Linked DNA regions of Hordeum vulgare: regions 1 and 2 are each linked to region 3. A link is a contact called in public Hi-C data. All regions are on one chromosome and are shown on one strand. Each heading gives the region's core, a stretch centred on a gene start, on an enhancer-like site or on the middle of the called end of the contact. The rest is flanking DNA. Distances are from core to core; before and after follow the strand shown. Region 1 holds the start of LOC123407386. Region 2 holds the start of LOC123413565. Region 3 holds the start of LOC123410436 (transcription termination factor MTEF18, mitochondrial-like).

The links. Hi-C and Micro-C count contacts between places; a contact is called where the count stands out from the background.
Region 1: a contact with region 3 is called in a Hi-C map of seedling, with 6 times the contacts expected there. The contact joins the promoter of LOC123407386 here to the promoter of LOC123410436 in region 3. A contact is called at or near these places in 2 of 6 Hi-C or Micro-C datasets (leaf and seedling) and 1 of 1 datasets of contacts at active chromatin or transcription factors (embryo).
Region 2: a Hi-C map of seedling shows a contact between it and region 3, with 8 times the contacts expected there. The contact joins the promoter of LOC123413565 here to the promoter of LOC123410436 in region 3. A contact is called at or near these places in 3 of 6 Hi-C or Micro-C datasets (leaf and seedling).

Annotation. Positions count from the first base shown.
Region 1 is chr7H:188,840,626-188,843,819 of MorexV3_pseudomolecules_assembly, forward strand. LOC123407386 reads left to right here and starts at 1,472. Exons shown (of 15, transcript XM_045100512.1): 1 at 1,472-1,842; 2 at 2,660-2,787; 3 at 2,893-2,964; 4 at 3,041-3,154. The coding sequence starts at 1,644.
Region 2 is chr7H:190,422,658-190,425,802 of MorexV3_pseudomolecules_assembly, forward strand. LOC123413565 reads left to right here and starts at 1,721. Exons shown (of 9, transcript XM_045106496.1): 1 at 1,721-2,017; 2 at 2,489-2,695; 3 at 2,779-2,881; 4 at 2,973-3,052; 5 at 3,141-3,145. The coding sequence starts at 1,832. LOC123413566 (EEF1A lysine methyltransferase 4) reads left to right here. Exons shown (of 9, transcript XM_045106499.1): 8 at 1-10; 9 at 104-343. The coding sequence ends at 160.
Region 3 is chr7H:189,545,600-189,548,815 of MorexV3_pseudomolecules_assembly, forward strand. LOC123410436 (transcription termination factor MTEF18, mitochondrial-like) reads left to right here and starts at 1,551. Exons shown (of 1, transcript XM_045103380.1): 1 at 1,551-3,216. The coding sequence starts at 1,649.

The DNA.
Region 1 (3,194 bases), core at 222-2,721, 710 kb before region 3:
ATTTTTCTCCCAATACGTGCTCCCCTTTTGCTCGGTGCCACTTATTGGATCCAATGTTGTGTTCAACCAAGATTGAATTAACATGATGTCCTCGTATCTTGAGAAAGCAAGCCCTCTTTCCTTCGACGTCTTGTGCTTCTTCTTCTTCTTGGTAGGATTGGGACCAGATGTTGCCCCAATCACAAATGCGTCGGTCTCCTCCATTTCATATTCCACATGGACCAGATCTTCATTCTCATCGATCATATTTGCCAAGTATGTCTCCTACAGTTCAAGGTTTGCAATCATCTTGTGCAAACTAGTGAACTATACGAAATATTAATCATTTGATCGAACACGAGCAAACGTACCCGGTCTTGTTGAGACGTTTCGTCGAACATGTTGTGGGCAGCCCCCGCGATGGGGTTGCCTGTGCTCACCCGCTCCCGAACGAGCTGTGCGGACTCACACTCTTGGATCGACGACTCCTGCGTGTCTCGAAAGCTCTCCGAAAGGGTCCAGTCGGCCGTCTCATCCTCTTCCTCCTCGGTCTCGTTGATGCCGGACGACACAATTCACGCCGACACTTGCATGGATGGGGTAAGGGGAGCCTGGCGCGCTGGGGGAGACATCTCGCCGACGACGCCCACATGTAGCTGTACGGCCAACTCCCTTTGCTGCTGCCGGTGATGGCGCAGTTTACGAGCGATGTTCTCCGACTTGCAAGACGAAGCGGAGGAAGGCCCGCCGACGGACAAGGTGGACCGTGTCTCCGTCGTGGCGGTCGAGGAAGGGGTTGAAGACATCACGACAACAGATCGGGACATGTGGTGAGGATGGAAAGCAAGGGTGCCGGAAGGCGAGGGATCGGATGCGGGAAATGTTGACGTGCGACGGAAGGAGGAGGAACGGTTTAGGGGATTTGGTGCAATTTAAGGTATGGTCAGGCTATCGAGTCCAGCGTGACGGACGTGCCATGTGCGCCCAGGCTTCCCCGTATACATCCCATATTGAACTAAAAATGAAGGGTATGAGTTATTCTGAACGTTTGAGGTCGGTTTGAGAGCTTCGTCTGAATTTTTTTTTTTATAACCGATCAAACTATCCACCCAAATGTTTGAAAAGGGTATGAGAGACATAGATGCAAGTGTCTACGATGGCTTATCAACCATAAAATCTGTCAACTCAGCCTACGTGCGAGGCGTGCCCGATACGGGCGCCCCCACGAGCCACCCACCTGTCCCGGACGGCATCCAACATCCACCGCCACCGGACAGGCACGGCACGGCCCGCCGGGTCAGCGACCCATCACGGCATGTGGATCCATCCCGTCCTCGCGGCCTCCACGTGCCACGTCACGTGCTGCCCGCGTAAGGGAGGGAAAGAAATGGAAAGAGAGATTTTTTTATTTTTATTTTTATGAAAGCACGGAAGGAAAGATCCGTCCTGCGCTTCGCCACGACACGACACGCGGGGCACGAACGAGCAGGAGCCGTGCAACCCCCTTACGCCGCCCGTCGCTACTGCCTCTCTGCTCTCTACAACTACACACACACACACACACACACACACAGAACTCGTCCCCCCTCCCCCCATTTCCATCCCTGGCGGTCGCGGTCGCGGTCGATAGAAACGAAGGATTTTGGGTTACAGGAGGCGGCGATATGGGGATCTCGAGGCGGTTCCTCCTCCTCCTCCTCGCGGCGGCGCTGGTGTTCGCCGCCGGGGCGGCCGCGGAGGAGCAGGCGGCGGCGGACCCGGCGGGGGCCGGGGAGATCGCGGCGGGCGGAGTCAAGGAGGCCGCCGAGGCGGCCGCGCTCCGGGCGGAGCTGGCGCAGCTCAGGGAGAAGATCTCCGCCTTAGGTCAGTCCACTGCCCTCCTCGCCCCGGTCACCGTCCGAATCGTACTACTATCAGTATTTCTATATGTGGGCGGGTGAGGGGATTGGGTCGGGGCTGGTCGGATTCGTGCTCTGAGCTAGGTTCGCCGTACGATGCATGATTGGGAGCTGAGATGCACGATTGGGTGTTGAGAGTAACAACCCTGACAAAATCCGCATGGTTTCTGGTTTGGCAAAAGCCTGTACTTTTCCCTTTACGTATGAAATGAAATGCTATTCTACTGTATAGAAGCTACCTTTTGGAAGGACTTTTTTTTTTCCCCCGCGAATACGTTTTGGAAGGATCATTTGACTCTAGTGGCTGGTTACATATGTACTGTGTGATCGTGCACTTGTGCTTTCTTGGTTGCTGAGGTAAATTTGAGTCTTTCACATTAAAAAATCTCTAGTTCTTGGCCTGAATTTTTCTTTTAAAATTGGCGAACTTTACATGGAATAAGAGGCTAGTATCACTAAAGAGCTCAACTATGTATGTTACAGGCAATATATATACTACTCCCTCCGCCCCATAATATTAGAGCCTTTTTGACACTAGAGTAGTGTCGAAAACACACTTATATCATGGGAATTGGGACGGAGCGAGTATTTGGTTATTACTACATGTTTCCGCCAAGAGCAAAATTAACCTGCATAAGTTTGGCATGCCAAGTTTGCTGATCTCACCAAAAGCCTTGCCAGTTGGCGGTTACTAATTGCGCAAGATGAATTTGCACACCATGATCCTACCAGATACCCTCGTGACCTCATCTAAGTGAGGTCTAATTGTTTTCGTCCTACAGAGTCAGACATCGCAGACAGATCCCAGGACCTGAAGAGCAAGGATGATGGCATCGCGAAGCTGGAGAAGGACATTGGGGACAAGTCACAGAAGATTGCTACTCTGCAGAGCGAGATCACATCTCTCCAGGTATGCATTATGATAGATATACGGACATGCTTCTCAACTCTAAGCATCATTTCGGGAAAGTATCTTAAACGTTACTTTGTGGCCTTATTTTTTTTCCTTATGCAGAAAACGGGTTCTGTAGCTGCTGAGGAGCAGGCAGGCAAGGCCATTGCTCGGGCTGTTGAGCTTGAGAAGCAGGTATGGAGGATGAAAGCTAAATAACAGTTGAAATTCTCGATTATGAGCTTGTGGTTTCTCATCTTTGCTATTCTAGATCGAGAAGCTCAATAAGGAGATCGAAGCACAAAGTAGCCAAAGAACAACACTTGAAGCTAGAGCTAACAAGGCTGAGAAGAAGGTGCAAGATTTGAACTCGAAGCTTGAGTCAGTAAGTGTAATCCTTCTCTTTTTTACCATTGGACCATTTC
Region 2 (3,145 bases), core at 471-2,970, 880 kb after region 3:
CTGTATAAAGGTTAGCCATCGACAGGATTGTCAAAATCATCCGAACTTGTTTCCTGAACTCTTCATATGACTAGTTATTGAATAGTCTTACATTGTTATGCAGGACAACGACAGTGCAAGAGTGGACTTGAAGACCGAGGTCAATGAAGCAGACAACTGATTGCATATTATAACTTTTTGGATCGTCGTGTATAACCACTGTAGCGAATAATGTAGGGAATATATTTTATAACTCTTAACTGGTGTCGTTGTTGGCAACAATTTGGCAAAATTACAGCTAGGATGTTGCTTTTCCGATCATCGAATTTGGAATAGAAACAGATTTGCTGTTTTCCTGTCTTAAGATTTTGCGCAGAATTTATTTCCGTGTTTGTGGAACATAGGACCTGCTCGCTGTGTGCGAAATCTTAGAGCAAATGATCTAGATTTTCTGCATAAAGTAAAGCCAGAATCTTGTGTGACGGGAAAGTATCTGGGAAAATTTGTGGATGTTCACAACATATGCATAAAAATCCCTAAAAATAATTGAAATCAGTTTTCAGAAGCTATGTTTTTTTTATGTTCACAACATGTGTTTACAATTCCTAAAAAAATAAAAAGAGAAACTTGATTTCTTTTATGGATTGTCCACACATATGTTGCGAACATTCAAATTTTGTTTCTGATTTTTTGTACTTTTGAATTTGATTTTTGTGAGTAGGTAGCACGGTACTGTATTATAAGAGCATCTCCAGCCATCCCCTAACAGGCTCGGCGCAAAAGAATCGCCCAGTCACGTCCTCAAAGCCCAAGTTTAGTTGGTTAGGGTCGAAATTGACGCCTGTGGACCCATGCCGAAGGAAAGGAATTTGAAGCGAAAACAAAGCGCGATAGATTCCTCCTGTGTGGACCCGTCGAGTCAGCGACTGTGCGTCGATGAGAGCCTTCGTTGTCCTCATCGCCTCGGTTCTTGTGCCAGTTGGGTCTCCAAGGTCTCGCGGCGCAGCGATCGCGAGCCGCCGCGCGTCCCGCCCTTTCCCGCCACGCACACATCGCTCCCGCCTTCTCCCCGCTATAAAAGACGGGCCTCGTCGCCGCTCGCCGCACACTCATCATCCCTCGTCTCCTCATCTCTCTTACCTTCAGCGTTGAAAAAACCCCCCGAGGCCATGGCAGAAAGGTTTCAAATTATGTTTTTAGTTCAATTTATACTAATATCAACGGAAACGCTGAATTTCCTTTAAATTTGTGTTGTTTTTGGCCGAATTTAAGCCGAGTTTGATTTAAAAGAAACGACTGTGGCGACCTTGGGGGACGGCTGGAACCCAAGCCCGTGTCGATTTTTCCACCGTCGCACTTCGAGGCGACGCTATTTCAAGCTTTCGGGGCCGAACGGTTGGAGATGCTTTAAGTCTTTAAAGTACCGGATACTTTTTACTTCTAGGACGAGCCTTTGTGGCCATTTTGACAAACCCACATGTAATATTTCTTTATTTTCAGAAAAATAAAGGAACAACTTTTTCACCTTTTTGTAAGCTAAACAACTTTTTGACCTAAGCGTGCGATTTTCTACTGCACCCATCACGATTCAGTTTAGCCGAGGCAAAGGGAAAGTGGAAGAATCCCTCAGGGGAACGGATCCGTCGTCCATCTTCAATCCAACGCCCCCAGATTCGACACGTCTCCCTCTCTTTCCCTCCCCCTCCCTAAAAATCCCTCTCCCCCGTTCTCCAGCCGCCTTCCTTCGGCCCCGCAGCTTTCTCTCTCCTCACCGCCGCGCGTGTGCCCCTCCTTTCTGTCTCCCTCTCTCTCTCCTCCGCGGGCGCTCCCTCACTCTCCTCCCATCCGTCTAATGGAGGCTCTCGCGGGCGCCGCCGCCGCCGCCTCGTCCGCGCTCCTCCCGTCCTTCCCCGCCCACCAGTCTCACTCCCGCGTAGCGCTCCGCGCCCGCCCCTGCGGGCCCCTCCGCGCGGCTTCCGCCGGCGGCGGCGGAGGCAAGGACGACGCCGCCAAGCCGAACGGGACCCCCGTCGTCAAGGTAACGAACAGTGCCTGCACGCTTACGTGATGCGGTGTAAGAAGTGACGAAGATTTTGGTCGGGTGGTGGTTGCTGGGGTATGTTTGTGGTGTGGCAGTGTAGAACATGCTGGGTTTAGGGATTTCTTTCAGATGCGAGGCCCTGGGCCTACCTAGACCTGGGTTGTTCCATTATGTTCTAGGTTTTGAAGCTTGATATCTTTGAAATCGGTCGGGAAGTTTTGTGGATGCCATGAAAGTGAACTTCCTTTAGTACCAAATCAACCTAGAACTTCGGAACGATGAACTAGTTGGGAATCATATCTATGCGTATGGGTTCACAAAGATACTTATTATTTAGCTTCTTGTTGGAATCACAATTAAGGTGATCCTGTATTTATTTTTAACAACTCAGGAGTGAATCAGGTCATTTTCTTTTAGTTTGCCTTTAGTAGGTCACATATCTTTGGTTTGTACTAAATTGCCTGACAGTCGAAGGTTGATCCAAGTCAAAATGGAGCTCTTGGTCCGGTCACAACTGAGAAGTCACGCACGACCTCATCAACCAATACGACTCCTGACTCAAGTGGATCCAGAGCTGGCTTGTTCAGAACCCCTATATCAGGTGGTGTGCAGAGCGCGACTTTTGCCCATGGTTTACCTCCACCGGCTTTGGCTGTTCGCAATTTAATGGAACAGGTAGCTTCTGTTAATTATCTCCTGGCCTTTGGGCTATTTTCTAGCCGGCTGGATGCTTATTCCTGTCTTACTGTGCTCATTAGGCGCGATTTGCTCATCTATGCACTGTCATGTCTGGCATGCATCATCGACGTGCTGGATATCCATTTGGTTCACTTGTTGACTTTGCTAATGACTCAATGGGCCGTAAGATAGCTACTTGGTTACATTTTGGATATAACTTGTACGCTCTGTTTGGCCTCCTTGGGTAATTATTTTGTGTTGATGTCTTGTGCAGACCCTATATTTTCTCTGTCTCCCTTAGCAATCCACACTAGGAACTTGCTCTCTGATCCAAGATGCACACTTGTTGTCCAGGTATGAAGTTTATCAGCATGTCTTACTGGAGTCTAAAGTTTCCTTGCTTGCTAGTAACTGGATAACAGCATCTAGTCCTTCATTACAGGTACC
Region 3 (3,216 bases), core at 301-2,800:
ACAGTTCCATCGTTGGCACCAGCAGAAGTAGCAGTTTTAGCATGCATCACACGATAAAAAACAAGTGTTTCTAAACCAAAAGTCTACACTGATGGTACAATCAGGTATGATACTATGGGACGCACATTTCTTACCAGTACCGGTGAACCCATTAATTTGAGTGATGCACTTGTTCATGTGGAGTGGAAAAGGGCAATGGATGATGAATATCATGCCCTCATGAAGAATAAAACTTGGCATCTTGTACCACCAGAAAAAGGTAAAAATGTGATTGAATGTAAATGGATTTATAAGATCAAAAGAAAATTAGATGGCAGTATAGACAAATACAAAGCTAGATTAGTTGCAAAAGGGTTTAAACAAAGATTTGGTATTGATTATGAGGATATCTTTAGCCCTGCTGTAAAATCAGCTACTATTAGACTTTTGTTGTCAATTGTTGTTTCGAGAGGATGGAGTCTTCGTTAGCTAGATGTTCAGAACGTGTTTCCTCATGGTGTTCTGGAGGAAGAAGTGTTCATGCGGCAACCACCAGGATATGAGAATACAAACACACCAGGGTATGTCTGTAAGTTAGATAAAGCTTTATATGGTTTGAAATAGGCACGAGAGCATGGTACTCAAGACTGAGCATAAAATTGCAACAACTTGGGTTCATACCATCCAAGGCAGATATTTCTTTGTTCATCTACCATAAAAGGAATATTATTATGTTCATGTTAGTATATGTTGATGCTATAATTATTATGAGTTCCAGTTCAGATGCCACTACCAGCTTGCTTACAGATTTAAGGTTAGAATTTGCTCTAAAGGATTTAGGAGATCTTCACTATTTCCTTGGTATTGAAGTCAAGCAGGTAACCAATGGTATACTTCTTACTCAAGAAAAATATACCACTGATATACTCAGAAGAATGGGTTTGGAACAGTGCAAAGTTGTGAGTACTCCCCACTCAGTCTCAGAGAAACTTACCGTTGACAGTGAGAAGCTCTTGATCCTGATGATGCAACAAACTATAAAAGTGTTGTAGGTGCTTTGCAATACTTGAGTCTTACTCGTCCTGATATTTCTTATTCGATGAAGAATATCATTCATGTTAGAAGTAACTTTGCATGGTCAAATTAAATGATCTGGCCGTAATTCGTCCGTGCTGTGTGTGTAGCTTACACTGTGTGCATGTAGTGATGAATAGATACGGGGCTGAGGCATATCAGGAGGAAGCATCCTTCCTTCTGTGCGGAGTACAAAAAAAAGGATCATTTGTGCAGCTGCTCCATTTCGTATGGGCCCGGCCCAAAAACACACGGATCAGCAAGTCTGGACCTTTCTGGGCTAGTATCAACCAAGCACCAGCACCCCAGATATCGCCCGCAGCTCCCAAACCCCAGGTCCTCCCAGCCGCCTCGTCGCCGTCGCCGTCGCCGTCATGGCAGCCGCTCGTCCCGCCGTGCTCCGGCCTCCAGCTGTTTGCGCGTGACCTGCGCCCTGACGCCGGCTGCTACTGCGCGACCCTGTTTCGTCTGGGCGTCGGACGTCGTCTTGGCCGCCTGGAGTCCGCGTCGTCTGGAGCCGTAAGCGGCCGCCGTGGAGCAGCGCCCGGCCGATTGGTCCTGAAGCCGGCGCGATTCCTGCTGCTTCGTTTTCGCCATGAACAACCACCTCCGCGCCGCTTTAGGGGCGGTCCGCCTCCGGTGGGCTCCTGGTGCCCTCGACAAACCCTCCAGAGTGCCGCCGTGCTGTGCTGCCAGTTGGCGGCATGTCCAAGGATCATTCCCGGCATCGGGTTGGGTTGCTCCAAGTGGCCATGGGATTCAGCGGCGGCCCTATTCAGCCACTCCCATCCACAGCGAGGGGGGAACCTTGGTGGATGAAGAGGAGGACGAGGTGGATCGGAAGATCAGGCAAATGGAGAGGAGGCGGGAGGTCCGCGCCGCGCAGAAGACGTTCATGGAGTACCTCCATGTCACGCGCGGCATGTGCTTCAGCGACGCCGAGCATATAAGCAAGCGCTCGCCTGTTTACCTCAGCAAGCTGTTGGAGGAGGTGAAGCATGCCCTGAAGGAGCCCCCGGAGGGGGGAACCGAGCTGGTCTTCAGGTCCAAGGTGAAGAAGAGGGATATGAAGGATGAAAGGGTCAGCAAGGCCCTGGTGCGGTTATTTCAATTCAACCCTGTCAATGAGTTTGAGCCCTTCTTGGAGAGCATCGGCCTCGGACCAAGGGAGTGCAGTTCCTACTTGCCTCGGGATCTCATGTTTCTCACCGACGACGAGATGTTGCTCGACAACTTCCGCCAGCTTTGCAATTACGGCATTGCACGCAGGAAGATAGGGAGGATATACCGGGAGGCTACGGAGGTGTTCAGTTTTGGCCATGGTGTGCTTGCATCTAAACTGAACGCCCTTGAGGAACTCGGGTTCAGTAGGACCAGTGTAATCAAGCTCGTAATTGCTTCTCCTGTTGTATTGGTCCGTGACCTGAATGTGGAATTGAAGATCCTCGAGTGGCTAGACGACATTGGAATCCAGCGGGACTGGATTAGTCAATTCTTATCTGCCAGGAAGTCTTATGATTGGAGAAAGATGGTTCGAGTTCCCCGGTTCTTCATTAACTTGGGATTTACGAAGGAAGGTGTTGGTAAATTGGTCAGGCAAAATCCAGATTTCATACTGGATGGTTCAGGACAGATGCTATTTGCAGCGGTTCTCATGATGCTAAAAGCGGGATGTGGAAAAAAGGAGCTGTTTGATCTTTTTATGGACTTCCCAGATGTGTCAGTCGAGGATTTCACAAGGAACCTACGGAGGGGAATGCTGGTCTTAGCTGAGGCTGGCGTAAGCGACGAGGATGTTAACAAGTTTGTTCTTTCTCATGGATCAATGCTTGGTTCTGCCCCATTGAAGATGCTAAACAGCATTGTTACAAATCTCAATGTGGGAAAGAAGCGCCTGCGCAAGATTATACTGGAGGACCCGAAACTGTTGATGAGTTACACATTAGGGTCGAAAGTCAGCCAGCTGCCAAAAGTTGACCCCTTTGAAGTGTCATTCAGTCAGAAAATAAAATTCTTGAAAAGCATAGGATTTGTTGAAGGCTCTGAGGATATGAAGAAGGCACTCAAAACATTCCGTGGTAAAGGTGATGAACTACAAGGTCGGTACGAGTTCTTGGTGAATAATACTGGGTTGGACCCAAAAGATGTAGTAAACATGATCAA